Linked DNA regions of Rattus norvegicus: region 1 is linked to region 2. Evidence: chromatin contacts called from public HiChIP or PLAC-seq data. All regions are on one chromosome and are shown on one strand. Each heading gives the region's core, a stretch centred on a gene start, on an enhancer-like site or on the middle of the called end of the contact. The rest is flanking DNA. Distances are from core to core; before and after follow the strand shown. Region 1 overlaps Nfib (nuclear factor I/B). Region 2 overlaps Nfib (nuclear factor I/B).

Region 1 (7,720 bases), core at 4,956-7,455, 190 kb before region 2:
AACTCTTTCCATGGCCTCCTTTAATGTGCCCACATAGTAACCGAATTGTTCAAATCTCTGCTGGAAAGAAAGTACTGATCGGTTTAATTTCCTCCATGGCATTTGGCTATGCCTCATGCTGCGATGCGATCAGCTACATTCTGTATTATAAAAATTTGAATCATTCTTAGTCGGCAATATGTCAGAGTACTTGATAACCGTGTTATTGATTAGGGGAGACATACACCTGTTCTGGGTCTGAGCTGCAAACTGCTAAATATGTTGTAGTCTTCTGCACGCAAAGCTTGAGTTTTATCTTACAAAGGCTTTTGTGGAGATCTGAATTCTGGGGCTGCTTCTTTGTTGGAATGTCATTAGTTTACTTTAAACACCTTTATCTTATAAAATTAGTCACTCTTCTAGGCTCTTTACTCCACATACTTCAGAGTAACTAACCCGAGCAAGAAAATTCTGGCTAGGGATATAACCTATTAGAGAAACTTATTTTGTGGTTAGGATGTCAGAACAGTCAACATGACCAGGAAAAATGGTTGTGATAGAGTTCTCCTTTGCCCCTCTGTGCTTGGTTTATTACAGTGCATGCGTGGGATGCTGTCTTTTTCTCTGAACAGCAATAGGCCTAAGCTTATATGACCAGCTTTACCTAGGTCAGGAAGGAGTGGAACACTGACTCCATTTGGAAGTAGCCTGAAATATTTGCAGGTAGAGATGGTCTGCATGCAAGGCCTGACAGCCCCATCCCTTTAAAAGGCTCAGATAAAACAGGCAGAAAAAAATGCCGGGCTTCAAGGTAAACCACTTTATTCCCAGCCATGTAGTTAGGAACTATAGGACCGGAGCACTTGCAGTCTCCCAAGCACAATGTATGTGTGAACCTATAGTCCTGCCCCAAGTGCCCTCTGTGTAGCACACAACTTGTAGGGATTCCACAAAAGCAGTAGCCGACCAGGGTACACTCCTGGTGTCACCGTGCCACAGCATGCGGAGAAACAAAGGATGGAAAGTTGGTGCCAAGTTGCCATTTTTTCATTGTTCACCTCAGATTGATTTTTTTAAAGGGGTTTGAATAATTGCCACACTCATGCGATCGGGTAACAAATTAACTGACTCTGTGGGGCTTCATAGTCTATAGGAAAGCCGCCACAAGGACATTTATGTCCTTTTGTTTTTAACTTTGAAAACTATTTGAAAATGAGAGAGAGAGAGAGAGAGAGAGAGAGAGAGAGAGAGAGAGAGAGAATGTGTATGTGTATGTGTGTTTGTGCTGCTGGAAGCTAATGTTGGTGGTGCAGGGGGAGAATGCACTGTTCAAAGTATGGAAACCTTGTTCAGAACACTGATAGACAAGCCGTGTCCTTTGCCCACTTTCCCTCACTGTATACTGGTTTCTCTAGTTACCACTCTTGGAATGGTGCTGTTTCAGTGTTGGAATGTTGGACGTTTGATAAGAAAATGGATCAAGTTTAATGGCGCATGCTCTTTGTGCCCCCAGCAGCCTCTTGCTGGGAGCATGCTCCAGAGCGGGAACTGTGAGCATTACAGTGGGCATGTACATGCTTTGTGCTTCTGTGCCACAGAGAAGAGGAGTGGACCGTGCCACCGCTCCTGCCTTCTTAGAAGCTCTGCTCCGGCTTACAAAACAAAAAGCAACAAACAAACAAACAGCCCACTGTGTTCCTTGTAAAATGGTACTGCATAGTGCTCCTTGGTCAATCAAATACTTAAATATTAAATTTGGTGCCATGTGCCTTATTTTAAAGGATGTGGATGCGTGGCATGGAGGTGGGAACCAGGGGGATAGGACCAGAGCTGAGATACAAAATAAAACCTTCTATTTTCTCTGTAGGAGAGAGAACCAGTTTATGAATTTTGGTGGAGAGGGGGTATACTTTATTTTCTTCTTGATCTGCTCTTTTGTTTGTTTTAAATTAGAAAATAATGTTATTTCCTTTAAAATAAGTTTTCGTGCTGAGTTTGGAGATTTTTTGTTGTTGTTTTGTTGTCGTCGTTTTGTTTTGGTTTTGCTTAGCATTGGAAATTAAACCGACTGTCCACTTCTTCCTCCCCCTCTTCCGCAGGATGAATTCCACCCATTTATTGAGGCGCTTCTTCCACACGTCCGTGCAATCGCCTATACGTGGTTCAACCTGCAGGCTCGAAAACGCAAGTACTTTAAAAAGCATGAGAAGCGGATGTCGAAGGATGAAGAAAGAGCAGTCAAAGATGAGCTGCTCAGTGAAAAGCCTGAAATCAAACAGAAGTGGGCATCCAGGCTCCTGGCCAAGCTGCGCAAAGATATCCGCCAGGAGTACCGCGAGGACTTTGTGCTTACCGTGACTGGCAAGAAGCACCCGTGCTGTGTCTTATCCAATCCAGACCAGAAGGGTAAGATTAGGAGGATCGACTGCCTGCGACAGGCAGACAAAGTCTGGCGTCTGGATCTAGTCATGGTGATCCTGTTCAAAGGCATCCCTTTGGAGAGTACCGATGGAGAGCGACTTATGAAGTCCCCACACTGCACAAACCCAGCACTTTGTGTGCAGCCGCACCATATCACAGTATCAGTTAAGGAGCTTGACCTGTTTTTGGCATACTACGTGCAGGAGCAAGGTAGGAGCAGATTGTTCTTTCTTCTAGCACAGTAAACACTGCACATACACCTCACAGATATGGGAGGTCTCTGGCTTGGACTAGAGTGTCCTGGAGGCCTCCAGATGTCCTCTGCCCCTTCTGGGAACCTTGGTGTGCCCAGTTGTACTCCATGTCCACGGTCATGTGGGAGCCATGAAATTGGACATGGGCCTTTCTTACCTGGATAGGCTTCCGCGTTCGAAGAAAGGTCAAAAGGCCAAACAGACGCAGGAGCAGTCTAAGCCATACAGTTTATTGCACTCTACTTTCTCTACTAGGCTGCTCTCCACGACCACCTGACAAGACAACCTGACTGATGGCAGCCAAAGTGCTGTTTGATAATCTTTGTACGAGTCTCTTACCTAACGAGGTAGATGAACTTTGTTCAGGAGTCCAGTGGTGGTTGCACCAAAAATCAAATTAGCATTTACTATTACAGAATATCTAAGCTGGTCATTATCAAAATACATATCTGACAGAGGTCCGGATTTATGTAGTTTTCGTATTTCTGGCAACACGTCCTTTTGATCGTGCAGTGTTCACTGTAGATTTAAAGTGACACAGCTCTTGTTTAAACCAGTTATAATACTTTCCCAGAGTGACCAGGGAACACTTTCTGTTATCAGTCTACTTGAATGCAAATTTATAAAAGCTTCCCAATGAAGGAGTCACAGCTTTCTTTACAGAGCATCCCAGAGCAAACCAGAAAGCGAACTGGTTACACTGGTTTAAAATAAATCTCAAAAGAATGCAGAAACCGCATGCCGGACCATGTTTACAGTCCTCGATAAAGAGTGCTGCAAATGTCGCCTGGACAGTGCAAAATAGGCAGTGGGGGTGCAAGGGAGTTTCGAGTTAATGAGCTGTTTCTTTGTTGTTGCTGTTTTTCTTAAGAAGGTGAGACTTTTGACTTTGTCTTCAAATCAGCGTGTCAGGATACAGTCCACACAGGAGAGCACCATACTGAAAGTGGGCTTGACTTTGGGCTACCACAGATGGTGGGTCATTTCTGCAGTTGGCCTGGTGGGAGGGAGGATGACCTACAGATAGCCAGGTGTCAGACAGTTATCCGATGCTCATTATATACATGTGGGGGTTTAATAAAGTGAGGTGCGTTATTCTGATCCAGAAAAGTGAGATAAGAAAACTAATCTTATGACTCAGACCTTGCTGTAGAACTTACTGTATGCCCTTTGCCTTCATTTTCCCTCAAATTAGTTCTTGAGAGATGCTTAAGTGTCATTTCCAATTTCTTTGATTTTTAAATAACCATGTTGGACCTTGTCATTTGGAAATGTGTCTCTTAACAAACAGAACACCACATTTGTTATCTCCCTGGGTTTAGAACTAAAGTTCAAGTAATGACGAGTGGGGAAATACATATTTTCATTCCTGATGTCCTAAAATAAAAGCTTATTAACACATGGCAATTTGATTGGCAGCTGCCTAAGAGGTGGCATTTTAAGGTGGGCTACATGCGTGTGTGGATTGACTACGTGTTATAAGTGTTGCGGAAGTCTCTGGTTAGAAGGAAAAGTTTTGCAAAGTGGGTCACACAACTCTTTAGTCAGGAGAGAAGATCTGAGCAATGCTCCCCTTTAACGCTTGGTGGTTGGTCACTAAGTGGACATACTTGTCGATTTAACCCTGGGCAGGCAACTAGAGTTCTTCGTTTTGTTGAACTGACAATAGAGGTTATCTTTTGGATTTAGGAAGATAGATTGAAAAAAAGAAAAGAAAGACAAAACCATAAATATATTCTTTTTTTTTTTTTTGCATGACACTAGTGGGCATAATAATCATGAAGTTTTGAGCCAAGTCTTAGAAACTGTGTTTTCAGATAAGACACTGATGCAGTATGAAAACCCTTTTGGTATCTTCCCTGTACATCCAGTCACCTGTCCCCTCTGCCACTTGCCTTCACATCATCCCCTCTTAACATCTGGTGACTCGTTACAAGAGTCACAGCCCAGTACTTTTCTGTTTTCTCTTTTTCAAGATTTGTATCTTTTTTATATATGAACTGTGAGTTGACTGTCCTTTTGCACCATAGCTGATCAGAGAAAGAAGGCTCTCAAAGATAAGTCTGCAAACACCCCGGGGCCTCACCTCACGCCGTAACTTTTCATTTCTCCTCTAAGTACATGAAATCATATGTACTGTACTTTAGAAATTAGATAAAGAAGAGAGGAAAACATGAAGGAAGAATTAACACGGGAAAAAAAATACTTATAACAGAATGAGCAACAAAATGACTTCCCCCTATCTTCCTCTCCCCTTCTAAGGGACTGGGAGAGAAAACAGGAGGAAGAGCAGAGAGAATGCCAATACTGGTTGCCACTGGCACCGGGATTGGCATCAGACCCTCTTTGTTTAGCTCAGGATGCCTGTGATTTGTTAGTTGGCATCCGCATTGCAGTGTGGAGTGATGTTACAATATATTGACAATTTCCAGATCTAGAAATGTCAATAGTCCTCTTGGCTATTTGCAGATCACATGCTTCATCTCTAATAGAAGACGAGGTAGAGACGGGCGGATAATAAACTTCCATTGTTGACCAACTTCCCGTTGCTTTTCTGTCTCCCTCCTTCCCTCTTGGTTCAACCCACACTCACCCTTTCTCCTTCCCCAGCAACCTCATCTTTTCTGAAATGCGGAAAGTTACTGAAGCTTGGGCACAAACTGGAAGGCTACCTTTGTGTCTGATACAGTTTTGGGGGAGAAATTTATATATTTTGAAATCATTTTTGATACGTAGTTTAATTAGGCTTTTGCATCACAGGGCAATACTTTGTTCACAGCTCAATGTCTTTGTTACTTAGCTTCTTCCCCTCGTGCAGCTCGCTTGACCGCAATTCGGTCCATTTTATTTATTTATTTTTGACGTCAGTGGAGTCGGGTCGCACGAGGTATAGTAATGTATGAAATTATGTGCCTTCGTTTTACCTAAGATTTTGTAACTGGCTTGGGAGTAGCTGTATGTAAGTCCATAAAAATCTTTGATGCTATTGATTCAGAGGGCTGCGCTTCGGCTGTTCCGTTGCTACAAGAACCGCCATTTTGTTTGTGAAGTGCCAGGCGAGGGGGGAGAAAAAAAAAGGCAGACACTGTGTTTGGTGCCAATAATGGTTGCCAGTGGCACCGAGGTTGGCATCAGACCCTCTTTGTCTCGCTGCTGAATGCCTGTGATTCGTTGGTTGGCATCCGCATTGCAGTGGGCACACTGGAAAGTTTTTGACAATCTCTGAATGAAAGCTGTGTGCTCGTCTGCTGCAGCAAAGCTTGGCTAATAGAAAAACCTTCCCTTTCCTCCCCCCCACCCCGCCCCCCAAAGGCTTAAAAAAAGATTGGGACAGATTAAGGAAAAATCGTTCAAAAATGGGCTCCATGTTCCCAAAGATATTAAAGATGCCCAATGATTCTTGGGCAGGTGGCACCTATTCCCCATATTGTCTTTGTTATTGCGTTCATCCAAACAAAGCAAGAAAACAGAAGGAGAAGCAAGCAAGCCTTGTGCAGTACACCTACCCGGGACATACCGCCCCATACACTACAGGGGATGCTATGACAAGTGTGTGGGGGACAGGCTCAGTGTGGTGATGTGTGAGCGCACCCATTACAACTGTCTGTTGCTTTCATTTAGCTCCCCACTGGTTTCTGATTCAATTTCTAGTTCTCTCAGTCTCTAAACCTCCTCATTTTTTAGTAGTTTGTTGAGAGGCCCTCACTTCCCTCTCTAGTTAGCAGTGTGTACAGTGAACACGTGAAAAACAGAAAACCCAAGTGAGGGGAGTACATGCTAAAATCTGATATAAATCAGTCACTCCTAACCTCCTCAGTTCTGCAATGAGATGTTGGAAAAATTCTTAGTCCACGATTCCACATACTGGGGGAGGGGGAGGTTGGAGGGGGGACAGACAACAACCAAAAGGCTAAAATAATTTTTGTTCAAGTTTACTAGATAGTTAACATTACTATTGCTTCCTGGTTAACCACCGTTATCTCATTAATTAATAAGAGGGATTAGCAGTTCTACCCAAAGGGCTACACAGAAGGAAGTGTAGCCTATGGGAGGCCTTGAGTCGCCAGACTGTGTCCTGTCTGGAGCCAGCAGAAGCAGGGACGCTGGTGGGGGGGCTTGTAAAGGGCTGTGGGGAGGAAACAAGGGCTGGGCTTTTTCTGAGCCAGGGAGGGTTTTTAAAGAAAGGAGAGGCCACAACACGAAGCTTAAAGACCTCTAGAGATAGTATCTGCTGTTATGAATTTAACAGATGGGAGTTTAAAGCAAGTCAGCCTAAGTGATGTTTGGATCCCACTTTCCACTCCTATTAGATGTGTTTTTGGCGCATGGCAGAGTTCTGCAGTCCTGCTTGCTTCTATCCTGAGCAAGGCGCTTCCTCTAGCCTTCTTGAACCCTTAGCGCTAACTGTGATCCATTGTCACAGGACAGCTTCTTTTTTCTTTTCTTTTTTTCTTCTTTTGCTTGATTGCTAAACGATATCATAATTGAGGCGTATTTTGAAGTTGTGAAACATGTGACTTGTTCAGAAGGGAAGTTGTAATCGTTATTGTCTTTGAAACAGAACCCTTCCTGCTTGTCACGTGGCATTAGTGAGGACGCACATGCAGAGAGCGATTTTCCTCCTTCAGCTACTGCAGCTTAGAATCCTTCTGGGTAACAATTATTTCTTTATGAAAAGCTTAAATAGATAATTGTTTGCAAGTTGACAGCGCACTTTAACATTTTAATAATTTTCACTTCATTTGCAGGTATTTCCCATTGTGGGGGGGGGAAATAAGCTTGCATAACTTGTTTAAATGCTGCGGTTTGGCGGGCTTGCATTGTGACATCAGAGAGCGTGAATTTTGTGTGTAGGATTAAATACTTTGGATGCATGTTCGATTTAGGGAAATGCTGTTTTACGTTTTCCCATCCTGTTACCCTGTCCTTGACTGAACTCCTGAACCCTGGTATGCATTTGTTTGCATTCTTCTTCATACACAATTCACAAGCTAAAGAGGGGCTCTTGTTGGTATGTCTTGCCCGTAGGCTTAATGAGACCTTTGTTAGAACATATATTATAAGAT
Region 2 (7,541 bases), core at 135-2,634:
GTGCACAGTCCTGTTCCTATAGAATTAAGTTACTTTTTACATCAGTATTATTGGGACCATCTCTGCACATCTCCTAGGTTAGCATTTCCTGCTCAGGATTTCTTTTTTTTTTTTTCTTTTTCATTTTTTCTTTATTAACTTGAATATTTCTTATTTACATTTCGAATGTTATTCCCTTTCCCGGTTCCCGGGGCCAACATCCCCCTCCCCTTCCTTATGGGTGTTCCCCTCCCCATCCTCTCCCCATTACCGCCCTCCCCCCAACAATCACATTCACTGCGGGTTCAGTCTTCTGCTCCGGATTTCTTATTCTGACACAAACCTGCAGTCCCGGCAGCTGGGTTGTCCCTGCAGTTCCTGGGGAGAGCTAGATTTCCATCTCCGAATCTTCTTTTCAGCTGTTAGCTCTAAAGTGTTCAGATTTTTGTCCTCATTCTGGGGCCCTTGCACTGCTCCGGACTAACAGAAATAGGTGAGTCTTTGGTTCAAGGCTGAAAATGACAAGATCGGAAGGTGCGCAGGGCAGTGTTTGGTAACAGGTTAGCTGCTGTTACTTTGAACAGTCTCTTGAAAGCAGTGACTTTCTCTTCTTATCAGTGTCACTTGACACCTGTCAGGAGAGAAAACCTAAAGTTGTTAGCATTTTATTAAAATTATCCGAAATGGCTTTTAACAAACACACAGTGTCTCCCGATCTGGCCATTGAGAGCTGTGTAATTTTCACCTACCTTTCTCCATTTGTAAAGAAAGATTTGTCCAACTGGACGTTTCCTTTTTTATCTAGACAAACTCTTCAGAACACTTCCTAAGAAATTAATTGTATTCCAGCCAGACTTGCATGCTGCCATCCCACAGGAAATGGGTCAGCACTCCATTAAGATGCCATTAGATAATCTAATTTGGAGCTTAATCTCTAAATTAACCATGCTCCATACTTGAAGCATACTTGAGAGAAAGAAAAAAAGTTTACGTTTGAATCGATAGGGGAGCCGAAGCGTGAAGAAGGCTGTTTGTTTTTTCTGTAGCTGTGGTCACGTCTCAAGCCGTCTGGTAACCAGGAGAAACCAGACATGATGTAATTCCAGATTGAACTTGAACTTCAGGGACTTAGCATGGGGGAACAATGGGCCATAGGAATCAATAATGTCCATTTTCCACATGATTATGTCTGGAGCTTTGCCGTCAACCTTTCTGGATGGACAGTGTGACCAAAACGAGATGATCCAGGGACAAGATGTTAGAGGAAAGAGAACAACTTTCTCCATGTTATTTTCAGAGCAGCACTGCAGATGCCAGTGGGATTAGAAAAGTTCCCCCTCTGCAGTAAAGTGGTAGCCTGTTCAGAGCAGTCTTTGTTCGCCTAGGTAGGACAAACTTAATCTTCCGTTTCCTGTCAGATGGTTTTTGGCAGCAGAGCCAGAGAGGGAGGAGCAGGATTCAGAACATTCTCAAATGCAAACCTTACTGGTTAACCCTTTGCAGCTAAAGGAAGTGTGCTAAATGCTGACCTTGTTTGAAGATGGTTTATGCAAAGCACCGTGTAAACACGCACATTCTCTGCTGAGGAAGTCAGCTCCATTGCAGCCCACACATTACTTCATTGTTGTGACCTAGGAGCTGGAAATAGGTATATTGGGAATTGGGTCGCATTTAAATAATAGAGCTTAGAAATGAATATATGTTATAGGAAATGTTACAGAAGTAAAGGCAAAAGCCTGTTGAATTTCCACATAGTGAATAATAATAATATTTCTGTAGCATATCAGAAAGTATAGAAAGTGAGTTTTCTCTCCCTCATTTACTTCATTGTAGGAGTTCCCTGCATATGCGAACACAGTGAAAGGCCCAACATCCTAAATACAATTCTTAACTTCTTTTCATCTTACTCTTCAGAATTCTGTTGTAAACAAGTCCTCTCCTTTAGAAGCAAAACTGTACAGATAATACTAGTGTTTGCTTTTTAAGAGAAATCATTTGTGAGAAAGTCTCCTGGCTGTTATACCAACTCTCTTTCACTTAATATGCCTTTGGCGATCCTCTGTGTGAAAGGCACTATTTCGGAGGACTTTTTTTTTTTTTTTTTTTTTTTTTTTTTTTGCAGGGAAATGTCTGTAGTTGAAGAATCACTTATGCAAATAAGAGGAGCAGTAACCCTTGTAACAATAGCATTGAAAAGAAGCCCAGGGGTGGAGAGGAATACAGACCAGAGGAAGGCTGAGAATCAACATGTGGGCTTCCCTATGCCATGGTATGGGAGGACGGACGGAAATGACTACAGTTGGCCTGTGTGTCTTTATATTTTTTTTTTCCTTTTCGTTTTTTTGGAGCTGGGGACCAAACCCAGGGCCTTGCGCTTGCTAGGCAAGCTCTCTACCACTGAGCTAAATCCCCAACCCCGTGTCTTTATATTTTTAATTGGCAATAACATCCCATAGCTTCATAAGTGTGTGTGTGTGTGTGTGTGTATATATATATATATATATACACGTGTATGTCCTATAATTAATAATCTTCATTATTTTCTACCATAGGTTTATAGCTCTAAAATATGAGCAAGATCAAATCAAATTGCTTTTAAAATATGCTTTTAATTTGCTGATTGAGGGGAAGAATTTCCTCTTAAATCCTATCTACATTTAACTGTTGTAAGCGAGTAAATGTTGTGACTTTTTAAGTGCCCAGGTTCCCTTGTTGGAGGGCCTTCTAGCCTCATGTGTAGACCTCCCTAGTAGAAGAACAGAGGGTGGCGATGATCTAGGTTCCTGTACAGCTGCAGTGTTCGCGTGTGAAGGCAATATTCTGTGAAGTCTCTCTCAGATTAAGAACTTCTCTAATATATGATATCTTTAAAAAAAAAAAAAAAAACTGGGGTTGGGGATTTAGCTCAGTGGTAGAGCGCTTGCCTAGGAAGCTCAAGGCCCTGGGTTCGGTCCCCAGCTCCGAAAAAAAAGAACAAAAAAAAAAAAAAAACTTGGAAAATACTTTCACTTGTGCATGTGAAAGTGAACCTTCAATCCAGCATAGCCCAGAAGCAAAGCCATCTGAAACAGTCGAATATAAACCAGCGAGGTTTGACAACCTCCGTTTGATGTTATTTTCCTAAGTGTGGCTCCCCAAGGATTAACAATAAAAAAGGCCATTTACCTACTTAGTTAAGAAATAAATACATTTCTCTTTCATTACTATGAAGTGCTATTGCTTGCAGTTAGACTCATTCTACAAGCCACCTGCAGTTTATGATATTTGGTGTTTCCCAGAGAGCCCCCTGGGGTCCTTTGCAAAGCAGGTAAGAGCTAGCTGGGGATCTTTCTGGTGTAGACTATTACAAATAGTTATCATCATTAGAAATCATCTTGCATGCAAATAGGATCATTCGGATGGTGATAACAATCATTAAAAATGGGAAAAATAAATCAAAGAAATCCAGGACCTGTATACAGCACGCAGTATATTTCACTTTCACTTTGGCCCCTGGTAAAAGGGGGCTCGAAAGCAAATTACAGTCATACATCCACATCTGCACATACATTAAACAAAGATGGTATTACTGTCAGCTGGAAAACAGCTAGCGTTGCATAAATAAATCACAGTTACGAATGTGGACATTGGACTCAAGAATTATTCTTGTTCGGGAGTTCTAATGGATGCAAGTGTCAGCTGTACACCATTGGATGGCATGTAAAATTCACCTGATACACCATGGGATGGCATGTAAAATTCACCTGATACACCATGGGATGGCATGTAAAATTCACCTGATACACCATGGGATGGCATGTAAAATTCACCTGATACACCATGGGATGGCATGTAAAATTCACCTGATACACCATGGGATGGCATGTAAAATTCACCTGATACACCATGGGATGGCATGTAAAATTCACCTGATACACCATGGGATGGCATGTAAAATTCACCTGCAGTAGAAATACAGGGACATGAAGTTGAAATGTTTTTCACAGAGAAAGCTAAAGTAAAGAGTACCGGGAAGCATTTAGATTCCAGGACTCTAATCCTGTGGCTAAGACCTGGGCTTCTGCTGCCTGGGCTGCTTCTGTGTACAGTTGGGCAAGAGTTCAGGCTTCAGTCTCCTCCTCCATAAACTAGGCATGAATGTTTGCCATTAGGATGAAAAGTCTAAGGTAGGTCAATCACACAGACCAGGGTATAGCAAATTACTCATGCTCTGTGAGTGCTATTGATCAGACGCTGTCGTCTTTGCTCTAATATATTAATAGATTCAACCTGAAGCTTGCCTATTTATTCTGTCCACTGATATGAGTTCTTCACCAGAAAGCAAGCAATTAGTTCAAATGCAACATAGTAGTATACCTAGACTTAACTAACATGCCTGAGCCTAATTGTTTCAGATATTTTTTTTCTTTAGCAGAGGAAATACCTTCCTACATGTTTTGGAAGAGATATCAAAACCAGCATGTTAGTAATTTATTAATAAAGTTGAAACTAGTGCAAAGTAATTGAAAGCAAATTTTTCTAAATTACCATTTTCTGTGGTCTTCATGCTCTCGTCAATCTATTAAAGATATGGCTACCTTAACTATACAGCAGACTTTGTATAAACTTACCAAATCTTTGCGCTGTATTACCTAGTGTTGCTCAAGTTTCTTAAAAGAGTACCTATATTCCTTGAAGGAAAAGCAGTGTGTTAATCTGAATGGCCAATAGTATGATTCCCCTGGAAAGTATTAATATAATTAGAATGTTGACATTATATGACCTAACATATTGGAATGCCTAATTCATTATGAAATGAGCACCGATTCGTAGCTGCACGGACTGAGCCATTCTTCCAGTACCTCTCACTGTTTTACTACCTGACTTTCGTAGGTGAAGTATTTTACTTTGGTTCCTGCTTCAACTGAATGACTTCATCTATGTTTACTTGACACCCTGTAGTTCTGGTTGGTAATTGAGTTAAAAGCCAAAGCACCAATCACTTTTGGCCTTGAAGCCACTGTCACAGGATGAATTTATTTATTTATTTATTTTTTAATGACCAACAGATGTTCTTTTGGCACTCACTGCAGTTTTGTTCTCCTTCATTGAGAGATAAAGAATCTATTCACTCTGTTAGTGGAAAAACTATGGTTTACCCAGAGTAAGAAGTAGACATAGAGTGAGTTTTAAAGTCATGGTTGGACTATGCATAAAATCTACCAAACCCTTTTGCTGTATTACTAAATGCATCTCAACTTTCTTGAGAGTTTCAAACCACTTTCCCTCATAATGTTCTCTGTAGTGTTATCTGGGAACTACTTTTTGCTTCCTAAGAAGAGAGATCTAGAGAATTTGAGGTTGTTGCCTCTGACAAACCACTTACTCACTCAGTACACAAGTCCCCATGTCAACATTGGCTAGGTTATGATATAGTTTATGTGGCATATGGTGAATTCATTGCCTCCTGAAGCAAATACATTTACCTTAATAAAGTTCCATCCCAAAAGTTCTTTCCAAGGTTGAACGGACACCTGACTTTGTCAGAAAGCAATGTTGCATAGTGTAATGGCCACGGGACACAAACAGATGAGTTAGTATCTGGGGACTACGTGGGAGAGATTTGCCTTAGTGTCTTTGCACATGAGAGGATGATGATGGCCATTTCAGGAGTTCATAGACGAGACACCAAAGACGGCATCTTACGTTCACTGCAGGATTATCATCTACAGTGTCTGCCATTGTGCTAATTCTGTGAATCGAGTCCTTCATACCTCTGTATCGTTTCTAATTCAGTGTCTTTCCTGTTCCCTGAAAGTCTTCTGTAAATAATTTGATAAGTTTCTTTAACAAAGATGAGACCACAGTGTGGAATGAATCCCCTAAGTCAAAACAATTGCTTGTGTCTTCCCTCTTGGGGAGAGTCGGTTGCGCAGGTCGTCCCAGTAAAGTGCATATGTTTTCCAAGATAGCCAACATTTTGTTTCTGGAAATTGGATTTAGCTCTCATGTGTTTTCATGTGATATCTCATAATAAATGCCATTGGGATGAGCTGTATTTTGTTTTCTGATGCTGACAAAATCTTTTGAGTTTTTTGATTCTGATTTTCATAGTTGTATCCTTTTCTTTGGTTTTTAGTGGTTATGTGTAGTAAATGTTTTCTAGATATATGTTGTCAGATTTGAGTAAGATTTTTTCAGTTTGTCTGCAGGTGATTTGACAAAAATCTAATGACTACACAATAAACACAGCTTAGAGACCCATATTGCTATCTTGGAAGGTTTTAGAAATCCCTTTAGTTATATTTCAAAACTCTTACTAGTCAAAGTATCGACTAAAAATTTGAACATACAATAATTCATACAATTTTCACTCCACCATGAATGAAGACCAAGATATATTTTCTATGTACCAGATTTACATATGTTTACGTATGTCAGATGTTGATATTCACTTGTATTAGGGAGTCACATGCGTGGTGCTTATGCATTCTCAGTGAAGAACTGTGAACATGTAGGGGTGTTTTTCAATTCAGTGATCTAGTTTGGTTTAACATTTAACATTGTTACTTTTACCAGGACCCCTCTTCCACCCTCAAGGGAACTGCTGTCAAAGCTGTAAAGAATGTTCCTTATAATTCTGAATTAACCTATATTTGGTGATAAGAGGCTCGTAAAACTCACATATGAGATCGCGTAGTAGTCATGTTTGAGACTTTTCCTGCCCTAAAGATTTGTAAACAGGACCAACAAATGTGCTACACTCTGCAGTATCTGTATGGCCGTCATGTAGGCCGGGGGTTAGGTTAACTACACATTCAGTTTGGTACACACTCTACAGCCTGAGTCTTCCTTGTGATGAGCGGCCATTTATCCCGGACTCTTACCCTGTCTCTTAAGCATTTGGTAGGTTTGTCCTTCCCGGAGCCACCTTTATTTTTCATTCGTTAATACATGTCCCCAAAGCACGCAATCTCAAGATCACTGTGAAGCTGCTCTCCTTGGGGATTCTTCTTGATTTCACGGGACAGCTTGCTTGTTGTTGACGCTGTGTTTTACTGCCAGGGTTTACCTGTTGACCTACACGTTTTGCTTTTGACACATACGTCTTACTTTACAATAATAGATGATTATTTTGTAATTTCCCTTATCGTTAAGAAATAGTATCAACTATGGCCAGACTCTATAAGGATAGATAAGGCTGGGCCATTTTCCCCCACTGTAGTGTTCACCTCTCAGTCAGTAAGATAATTGCAGATAACAGATGATTTGGATATGAAGTACTAAATGGCTGTAGTAGGACTATGTACAGAGTGCCATGAAGCACAGTTGAGGTGAAAATAAGTTTCTTGGTACATTATGTAACTTTGTTCCCAGTCAATGCTACAAACTACAGAAATAATTCTGAAGATGTGTGTAGGAAGAGAGAAAGATGTGAAAAACAGTCAAGTCTCTTAGAAAAGATTTCAGTAAAAATATGCACTCTTTAGAATTGGGGTAATTCAATAACTAAGGAAGACTTGTAAATTGGTGTGTGTTATTCTTCTGCATAAACTTAGTACGGAGCATCTCAATTTTAAATT

What was found. HiChIP or PLAC-seq counts read pairs in DNA pulled down with a chosen protein or histone mark.
Region 1: an H3K27ac HiChIP or PLAC-seq map of oligodendrocytes shows a contact between it and region 2, with 4 times the contacts expected there. The contact joins two enhancer-like sites. A contact is called at or near these places in 2 of 12 Hi-C or Micro-C datasets (the Rat2 cell line and frontal cortex) and 1 of 1 datasets of contacts at active chromatin or transcription factors (oligodendrocytes).

What each region holds. Positions count from the first base shown.
Region 1 is chr5:102,007,361-102,015,080 of GRCr8, reverse strand. Nfib (nuclear factor I/B) reads left to right here. Exons shown (of 12, transcript NM_001398938.1): 2 at 2,079-2,610. Among named protein-coding and RNA genes, the nearest start is that of Nfib, 8.7 kb to the left of the region's middle. Within about 2 kb of position 6,205, at least 24 of the 93 cell types and tissues checked have an H3K27ac peak or open chromatin away from gene starts, as enhancers often do.
Region 2 is chr5:101,813,459-101,820,999 of GRCr8, reverse strand. All of the region lies in intron 11 of Nfib (nuclear factor I/B), which reads left to right. Among named protein-coding and RNA genes, the nearest start is that of Nfib, 200 kb to the left of the region's middle. Within about 2 kb of position 1,384, at least 23 of the 93 cell types and tissues checked have an H3K27ac peak or open chromatin away from gene starts, as enhancers often do.